Regions from separate parts of the Pan troglodytes genome. Here all the other regions are linked to region 2. The links are chromatin contacts, called in public Hi-C and HiChIP or PLAC-seq maps. All regions are on one chromosome and are shown on one strand. Each heading gives the region's core, a stretch centred on a gene start, on an enhancer-like site or on the middle of the called end of the contact. The rest is flanking DNA. Distances are from core to core; before and after follow the strand shown. Region 1 holds the start of STAG1 (STAG1 cohesin complex component). Region 2 holds the start of MSL2 (MSL complex subunit 2). Region 3 has its middle 50 kb from the start of IL20RB.

Region 1 (2,951 bases), core at 10-2,509, 550 kb before region 2:
GGAGGTGGTCACAGATATTTTATAATGGAGGGAAGGTCAAACCGGAATTGGAGTCCCATAGCTCTGAGCCCAGGAAACTGGATGAATTTATCTATTAGTATGGACTGGGACTGGCATCTTTAACAACATGGAAAGCTTGAAACAGTCTTTGTGGAAAATAGGAGATCAGCCAGAGATTAGAAGAAAGCGCAAGAAAATTATAAGTAGGAGTCCAGTCACGAATTCATATCCAATCTGGTCAGTTATGACTTTCTCCAGCGAAAAGCCACACATCTTGCAAATCCTTGAGAGAGAAAACACAAATAGGGGTAACCTACTGGAGACAGGCCCTTAAGACTATAAAGTAGTTGAGCGATTCCATACTGAAATAGACTTGGCTATAGCGATAGAGAAGTTAGTCATATCGGGGCTAATGATCCAGGAGAGTAAGGATTCACTTTTGTGGTGAAAAGTTGTAAGCAGGTGAAAGGTAGGGATCCATGGCCACGGACGGGCAGGTGGAGATCAGGGAAGAGGCGACGTTCAACATAAATAGTTTGTTAATGATTTCACCTTACTGATTATTTCTCTTTTGGCATCTAGAAGGCTAAGATTCTCATGTGTATTTCAGAGCTACTGAAAGTAGTCCTAGGTTGTGGAGGGAGAAATCCAATTTCACAGCTGAGTCTATCTTCTCAGTCTAGTTATATTCTCTTCTCACAAACTAGCCAATGCTGCCGCCTTATGCAAAGCCGACACCACGGAAAGATGTGCTTTACAGAGGCAGGATGACGCCAATCGGCCTAGGGCCGGCGGTGTTTCGTCTAGATTAATGGCGAGGGAAGTCCCCAATAGTCCCTTTGAAACCTTTTCACTCTTGCCTGGTGAAAGCGCTTGTCAACCGTAAATCGCGAATACAATGCTAAGCTCTGAGGCCCTTGCTAAATCCAAGTGGGAGCAGGGATCTGCGCGGCCTCACCCTCGGGTTTCCGCAGGGCGTCTCGAGAGTTGCGGATGGGGGCAGCAGGAGCCGGGCGGGAACAGAGGAAAGCGCCGGCCCTGAGACCTAGGGAGGAGCCTCGGTGAAGGAACCCGGAGCGGGTTCCTGCCTAGCTCTCCAAGAAGCTCCAAAAATGGCGGGCGGCAACTCGGCGAGCCGGACGCGCAGGCGCCACCGTGGCCGTCCTTCCGCCAGCCTCGGGCGGCCCAAGAACCGTCCACAGCGCCCTTATCCAGAAGCCTACGCCGCTCGCGATTGGCTGAACTGCGCGAGCGCTCCGTGTGGGGGCGGGGCCGCCACGCAGCGGCCACGTTTCCCGCCCCGCTGGTGCGCGTGCGCGCAATCCCCACTGGAAAGCGTTTGCGCGCGCCCCTGCCGCGGCCCCTAGCTCGCGCCTCAGCTCCCTCCCCTTTCCGGGCAGGCCCGTCCCGTCAGCAAGGCAGTGAGCACCGCGGCCAGCAGAGGGCGGTCCGGACCCAAGTCTGCAGCGGCGCCATTGGCGTGTGGAAAATGCCACCAGATGGCGGGTTAGGATTGCAGCTCCGTTGAAGGCGCGGCCCCCGCTCCCGAACCCCCGGCGACCACCCCGTAACAACCCCCCCACATCGGGAATAACACACCGGAGACTTTTGGGGGGAAACTAGGTCGATGGTCGGCGGCGCCCGGATGGGCAGCTGAGGTGAGTGCGGGCGGCGGCGACGGCGGCGGGGGGCGGGAAAGAGGGGGAATGCGGCGGCAGCGGCGCGGGGGCTGGAAGCGCCGATCCAAGATGGAGGCCGGGCGAGAGCGAGAGAGCGCGAGCGGCGAGCGGGCGGGCCGGGCGCGGGCCCCGTGCGGGGGAGGGAGGCCGCGCGGGCCTGTGCGGGGTGCGGCGGTCGTGGGCCGTCCGAGTGCCCGGAGAGACGTCTGTGGGCGCGGTGGGCACCCCAGCGTCTTCGTCGCTTGCCACCCCTCCCGCGGGCACCAAAAATTTTGCCCCCGCCCGCCCGGGCACTACGGCGACAGGCGCGGAAGCCTTTGTGGCGCGCTCGGGCCCGCCGCCAAGCCCGCCCTCCGCCCCCCCCGCCCGGGCTCTCGGGAGTCGCCCGCGCCCAGCGGGGCCGGGCCGACGCGGGCTGGCGCGAATGCCTTCCGCCGCCCGCCGACCTGCGTTTCTGCGGTGTTTTAGCGGCGGCGGCGTCACATGACAACGAGTTCATTTCAGCGGAGGGGCCTGGGGGGTCGCTCGGCGGGGCGGCTGGCCCAGGCTTCTTGTTGGCGGGGTGGGGCAGGGGGGTGGCGGCTGGGGGAGATGGGGCATCAATGCTGGGCTTTCCAGCTATCTGCCCTCTCAGCCCCCGACGGGGGCCTCCTTGTGAAACGTGTCCAGGCCTAAGCACTGCCCCGCTAGTTTGCCAGTCCCCTGAGAGACGAGGCCAATAAAAGTTGTTTTCCCTCCTTTCTCGAGGTGGGGGCGGGGTGGGAAACTAGAGTGCTTGGAGTTGGACCTGAGCCTCGTTTGCAGGGTCCGAACTGGGTGCTTCTTGTATGGTATGGGTACTAAGAAATTTTCAGGTTTTAGGATTGTCACGTCACCCCCATCTACCCACATTTCAAATGTTATCTATCGATTCTCTTCACATTGCAGGGAATCGTGCTCCGGGAGTTTAAGTCATGGGATAGTTTTGGACACTTACAGACAAAAAAAAAAAAAAAAAAAAAAAACGCAATTTGTGATAAAAAAAATTATTTGCTGTTAAAGTTGGTGTTAAGATGGATAGAGTTTATTCTCGTGATTCTGACTAGAAAGACTTGCATCTTCGCAAAAATAGTGTTTACTCGAGAAAGTATCTGAATTGGCACAAAGTTGTGTGATTTGTAACTTACGTGGAATTTGAATGACTCTACATTTTAGTTTTCCTCGTGTTTTAAGAAAATTGCACATTCCGATGGTGAAGCACTTAGGGAAATATACAGAACAGCGAAAATAAAA
Region 2 (3,180 bases), core at 668-3,167:
AATTTACAGTCCCACCAGCAGTGTATAAACATTCCCTTGTCTCTGGAACATCCCCAACATCTGTTATTTTTTGACTTAATAATTGCCATTCTGACTGTGTGGTGAGATGGTATATCACTGTGGTTTGGATTTGGATTTCTCTGATGATTAGTGATGTTGAGCATTTTTTTCTTTTTTCTTTTCTTTCTTTTTTTTTTTTGAGACGGATTCTTGCTCTGTCACCAGGCTGGAGTGCAGTGGTGCGATCTCGGCTCACTGAAACCTCCGCCTCTGGGGTTCAAGCGATTCTCCTGCTTCAGCCTCCCGAGTAGCTGAAGGCACGTGCTACCACGCCTGGCTATTTTTTTTTTTTTTTGTATTTTTTAGTAGAGAAAGGGTTTCACCTTGTTAGCCAGGATGGTCTGGATCTCCTGACCTTGTGATCTGCCCGCCTCAGCCTCCCAAAGTGATGGGATTACAGGCGTGAGCCATCACACCCGGCCAAGCATTTTTTTCATACATTCATTGGCTGCTTGTATGTCTCTCTCTCTTTTTTTTTTTTTTTTTTTTTGGCACTTGCTCTGTCGCCCATGCTAGAGTGCAGTGGCTTGATCTCCACTCGCTGCAACCTTTGCCTCCCAGGTTCAAGCAATTCTCTTGCCTCAGCCTCTGGAGTAGCTGGGATTACAGGCACCTGCCACCACTTCTGGCTAATTTTTTTGTATTTTTAGTAGACATGCGGTTTCACCATGTTGATCAGGTTGGTCTCACCCTCTTGACCTCAGGTGATCTGCCTGCCTAGGCCTCCCAAAGTGTTGGGATTACAGGCATAAGCCACCGCACCTGGCCTATGTCTTCTTTTGAGAAGTGTCTGTTCATGTCCATTGCCCATTTTTTAATGGGGTTGTTTTTTGCTTGTTGATTTTTTTAAGTTCCTTATAGATTCTGAATGTTGGACCTTTGTTGGATGCATAATTTGCAGACATTTTCTCCTATTCTGTAGGTTGTCTGTTTACCCTGTTGATAGTTTCTTTGCTGAAGCACTTCATTTTCTGTAAACAATTCATTTGTTTCCCTTTTAGGCAAGGCTCAAGCAAGCCAATAAATATTAGAAGAGAATATACCTCAAGATTCTTTGCCTCTAAGTACAATACTCTTATTACCAGTTGCAACCAATTTCAGAAGCTAAAAAAGAACTGGCTTAACACACGTTTTCTCTCTCACTCACGTCCATGCACACGAATGATCAACAGAATTAATCTTAATTTGGGGTGTACACATCTGAAGACATTTGTAAAAATCCAGTTATGAGAAAATTAGCAAGGTTAATGCCCTGCAAGTAATCACTTGCTTAGGGTGACTGCTAATTTATTGTCTTAACGGAAAACAGTGCTGATTATTTTACTCTCTGTGTTGCTCCTTTTGGGGAGAACAACCTCTGTGTTGTGGGAGAAGACCTTAGAGTCTGGAGTAAAAATAGAACCGTGTAACAATTTTATTTGAAGGAGAGCTTAGAAAAGATCTCTTATGCAAAAAAAAAAAAAAAAAAAAAGCTTTTAAAAATGAGAGTGGCTTTTAGAATATTTGTCATTTTCCACGTATAAGACAACCAAATACAGTTTGCACAGCTAATCAAAATTAGGAAGTTAGATTCTTACTGCTTAATATTTAAGTGTTGATAATATGGTAGGTCTTGTGAAAAAAAAAACCTGTTTCCAAATGGTAATAGAAATTATAAATCGAGATTGTATGTGTTCCCTTGATATCTTAACTATTCCTACTCACCTCAAGTGGCAGCTTGTAACTAACACGTACCACATTTACATGTGCCATATACGTGCCTGTGTACATAGGTAGCATGTGCCACAATAGATTTACACGCATCATAATTTTCACTTTGCAAACGTATAGAGTACCTACTGTGCATGAAAAATTATGCTGAGGAGCTTTGGTGTGTACAGAGATAAGAAATGCTTCCTATGGCCTGTTACTATTTGTGCTACTCAAAAAAAGGTTTTGTACTTTGAGATGGGAGGGAAGTCATCTACTAAGTCAGGCTTTTGTTCATTTATATCCCAGTGCCCTTGATCTCCTGCAAAAACAAAAGGCAAAAGCTTGTTTTAAAAAACAAAACATTTGCAAGGATTTGGGTTGGTTCTAGAGCAAGATCATGCATTCTTCAAGACATCTGTTCACACAGAAGAGCTAGGTCTTTTAAAAAAGCTAGGTCTTTCAAAAAAAAAAAAAAAAAGGAGTTCGTTTTGTTTTTAAAACAGGACTCTGTTCCGGTGAGAGCTCGGTGAAGTCCTGAAGCTCGGCGCCCATGAAGGTGAGGCCGCTCGAGTCCAAGGGCCAGAGGCCGTGGGAACAGCGCGGGTCCGACGGGTAGGAGGGGGCGGTGGGTTCGAGCCTCCACGCTTACACACAGCCTGCCAGGGCCTTAGAGACCTCTGACTGCGAACCACCGCAGAGAGGTGCGGAACGCGGCCCCGACCCGGCAAAAGCCGTCCGCACGCCTGCTGGGCGCGCAGCCACGTTGACTACTGCAGCCTTCCCGGCTCGGCGAGAGCCTGCCAGCCAGCCGAGGCTGCGCCCTTTCCGCGGTCGGGATGAGCGGTTCCAGGAGAAAGGCCGCGAGGGCGGGGCTTAGGGCCTGGCGCGGCTATTTCCTCACACCGCGGTCAGTCAGGACGAGAGGCCGCGTTCAGGCCAGTGCAGAGCGCCACATGGCGCTACCAAGTCGGGCCCCGGCGTTGGCGGGCACAGAAGCAGTGTAATGCGGGAAGCCTGCAGCCCACACTGGGGAAGGATGTTCCAGCTAACGAATGTTTCACCACAGCCCACATGCCTGGGAGAGGGAATTTGAGAGCACGTGGGGGAGGGGCGAAGAGAGCTGTCGGCTCGCAGAGAGCATGCTCCATTCTGAGAGTCGAAGTGGAGAGCCAGGCATGCGCAGTGAGCCCAGGGTGGGTTGGCAGCGGTGAGGGACTGGCGCGAGCGGGCTGATGTGTTTATCCGGTTTTCTGGGTGGGCGGTCAAAGCGCACGCGGAAGGGCGAAAGGCGGCGGAGCTAGGTAGCAGCTTGCGCATGCGTGGAGTGAGCCGGTAGCTCTGGGAGGCTGTGGAGGGGGTTGTTAGAGGAGAAGCAAGGGAAAAGGGAAGCGAAGGGAGAGGAAAGGGGGGAGGGGTGAGAGTGTGCTC
Region 3 (3,196 bases), core at 245-2,744, 800 kb before region 2:
CGAAACCCTGTCTCTACTAAAAATACAAAAATTAGCTGGGCATGGTGCCAGATGCCTGTAATCCCAGCTACCCAGGAGGCTGAGACAGTAGAATCGCTTGAAGCCGGGAAGCGGAGGTTGCAGTGAGCCAAGATAGCACCACTGCACTCCAGCCTGGTTAACAGAGCAAGACTCCATCTCAAAAAAAAAAAAAAAAAAAAAAGTTCAAGTGAGACAGTGAGCAGTTAATGTCAATGAAATGATTTCACCTGGGAAAGCTTGTCCTCGTGATTGATGCAGGTGGGATGACATCAGAGGGGCCTACTTTCTGGGCAGTGATCTCCTAGGGCCAGAAACTCAAGATGATGTTTTGTAGGCCTAATCTTATACTGAGGCAATTTCATAGAAGACTGGCTGGCATCTCCAGGAAATTTGGAGGCATGTGGCCACTTCCTAGAGGAGCGGTTTTAAGTACAGAGGCAAAATTTAGAAGTTACTGAGGTTTGTTCAGGCACTCATTTCTCCAAACGCCAGGATGGTTTTTTTGTTTGTTTGTTTGTTTGAGACGGAGTCTCACTCTGTTGACCAGGCTGGAGTGCAATGGCGGGATCTCAGCTCACTGCAACCTCTGCCTCCCGGGTTCAAGGGATTCTCCTGCCTCAGTCTCCCGAGTAGCTGGGATTACAGGCGCCTGCCACTACATCCGGCTGATTTTTGTATTTTTAGTAGAGACGGGGTTTCACCATGTTAGTCAGGCTGGTCTCGAACTCCTGATCTAAGGTGATCCACCCGCCTCGGCCTCCCAAAGTGCTGGAATTACAGGCGTGAGCCACCGCGCCCGGCCACCAGGGTATTTTTGTTTTTGTTTTTTTGTTTTTGGGGGTTGTTTTTTAACGTAGTTGTTGTTGTTGTTGTTTGTTTAATTTTCTCAATGAGGTCCAGTGAAGGAACCAGGAACATGTACCTCCTCCACAATATGAGGATTTATACTTTTGCTCTTGGAGATGTTTGCAGGCACCTGAGAAGGCTCCTTGCTCAGTTCTTCCTCTAAGGTCCTCCTTAATGGGGTTTTACAACCTGATCTTGCAACCTCTCACCGGGGGAGACAAGAAAGGTCCGTGTTTTCCTTTTGTGACCCTCATTCTCCCACCTCTGGCAAGGATACGTTTTTCCAGGTTTTGTTGTTGTTGCTGAAGAAACTGGGAGTCCCAGGAGCCAGAAGAGAAAGCTGTAATTTGGGGCCAACTCTAGTGTTCCAGTTCCAAACTTCACAGGCTGGGCAGCACGCTGGTTTAGCATGAGCAAGCAGCAGGCAGGCTCCTCCCTACTGATCTGTGCGGGGGCTGAGGAACACTCCTGGAAAGTCAGTCTAGTAAAGGGATCCTACAAATAGGTCACACAGAAGGAAAACAAAAAAGACATCCAAAAAAAGTCTATTTCCGAGAGGTAGGGAATGGCAGCATGGTGGAAAGATCAACAGACAGGAGAGTGCGAGAGGCCAAGGTCCCAGAAAAGAGCGAGAGCCGTGGGTACAGCGTGAAGCCCCAAACCATGAGCTCGGGACAGATACAGACACAGAGCGAGGAGAAGGTGGCTGCTAAATTCTAACTCCACCAGTGACAGTGGAGGTTTGTTAAGGACCAAGCCCGTGGAAACTGTGTAACTGAGTTATTATTCTAGGAAACCGACCTGAGCTTTCCTTTCTTCATCCAGGAAGCCCAGGGAGTTTCATTACGAGTGGGAACAGAAAACATTTTCAGCACTGACCACAAGGTGGCGCCAGACGCCCGTGGATGTAATGGGTCTTCGCCTCCTGGTGAGCTCCGAAGCTGGCCATGGGATCAAGTCCTCTAGATTGAAAGGAAACCAAGAGGTCTGCAGGCCCGGAAAATTACTCTAGCCTAAGGATAATATACGGCACAAGGAAAATAATAAAAAACATCTTTACTAAAGAGACGGGGAGGGTTGGCCCAGAGACTAGACCGGCAGAGTCTACAATTCTTCTGTGAAGGGAACTTAAAAGACTTTTCCACCGAACCCCTTGACAGGACAGGGAGAGCCAAGTGGGGAAAGACTGGACGTTAAGGGGCGGAGAGGAGCCTTTAGAGGAGAAAAAATGCCTTCTGACTGATGGATTTACATTTACTGGTATTCCTCATTGACACAATAAACGAGTCGATAAGCCCAACACGATTGAATAACAAGTAGAAATGCATTCTATTAGATTCATCTTCTCTGAGAATGCATTATGGTAGCTTCACTCTTCTTGGGTGTCATGGACTGATGACTTTTCAAATATATGGTATCAATTGTGCCAGCCAATATTCTCCTTCTGGTGCTTATATTGTCCCAACTTTGGCCAGGAGGAGCCCTGTATAGATTGTTCCTTGTGTAATTTTGAATGACCCTTATTTAATGCTTTGGTTTCTGTCTCAAAAAGGTATAGGTGTTTTAAGATTACCTTGTACCTTTCAACTCCAAACTGACACGGCATCCATTACTGCTCCAAGAAACTTTGGCTCCTTTGGGAGAAAACTAACACTAGAAACCAAAATCTTAGCATTAAGATGCATTGTGGAGGTGACGTTTCTCCTGGGCCATTTCAGTGGAAAAAAGTCAAAATATTTTTAATGTCATGTTTCATAAAGACATGACTTCATATTAATATGTTTGATTCAGTTCCAACAGTGCCCTGTTCTTAGTCAAATTTGGGATCCTACAATTAGCCTTCCTTGTCACTAATCCTAAAATCTAGATTCTTATCAAAATATACAAAATATATATTATTTACTTGCTTTATCTGATAATAGTTGCAAAAAATACACTATCAATACAAAGGTATAAATACTCAATAAAGTTTTTGTTTTAGACTACATACACCTACGGATTTGTTGCCAAATTACTTTGTTCTAGAATCTCTCATAATATCTCACACCATGTGGCTATGCAGGGACTTATCTGACAGGTAGTTCTGGGTCCATTGTTTCCATCCACTTTCATTTTGAAGAGGCTGCAACCTGCCCCCAGCCCCCGTTTTCTGCTCTACTTTTTCATTTTACCGTGACTTACAAACTCCCATTATACTAAATAATTCACTGAATAATAATACTTTGTTATTGTGTTATTATTTCTCCCTTACCCCATTGGAGTGTAAGCCTCATGGAGCAGGGATTTTATTCACTGGACCCTGGCAGTTGCACCCTAAAGGCAGGACTAA

Evidence for each region. A called contact is a pair of places that touch in the nucleus more often than the background predicts. HiChIP or PLAC-seq counts read pairs in DNA pulled down with a chosen protein or histone mark.
Region 1: a contact with region 2 is called in an H3K4me3 HiChIP or PLAC-seq map of stem cell-derived excitatory neurons, with 7 times the contacts expected there. The contact joins the promoter of STAG1 here to the promoter of MSL2 in region 2. A contact is called at or near these places in 1 of 7 Hi-C or Micro-C datasets (stem cell-derived neural progenitor cells) and 1 of 1 datasets of contacts at active chromatin or transcription factors (stem cell-derived excitatory neurons).
Region 3: a contact with region 2 is called in a Hi-C map of stem cell-derived neural progenitor cells, with 2.9 times the contacts expected there. The contact joins the enhancer-like site here to the promoter of MSL2 in region 2. A contact is called at or near these places in 1 of 7 Hi-C or Micro-C datasets (stem cell-derived neural progenitor cells) and 1 of 1 datasets of contacts at active chromatin or transcription factors (stem cell-derived excitatory neurons).

What each region holds. Positions count from the first base shown.
Region 1 is chr2:139,982,158-139,985,108 of NHGRI_mPanTro3-v2.0_pri, reverse strand. STAG1 (STAG1 cohesin complex component) reads left to right here and starts at 1,259. Exons shown (of 33, transcript XM_016942001.4): 1 at 1,259-1,658.
Region 2 is chr2:139,435,878-139,439,057 of NHGRI_mPanTro3-v2.0_pri, reverse strand. It overlaps MSL2 (MSL complex subunit 2), which reads left to right and starts at 1,917. Exons shown (of 2, transcript XM_063806247.1): 1 at 1,917-2,308.
Region 3 is chr2:140,235,044-140,238,239 of NHGRI_mPanTro3-v2.0_pri, reverse strand. No RefSeq gene overlaps it. Among named protein-coding and RNA genes, the nearest start is that of IL20RB, 50 kb to the right of the region's middle. Within about 2 kb of position 1,494, at least 9 of the 24 cell types and tissues checked have an H3K27ac peak or open chromatin away from gene starts, as enhancers often do. A contact at or near this core is called in stem cell-derived neural progenitor cells, where this site is marked.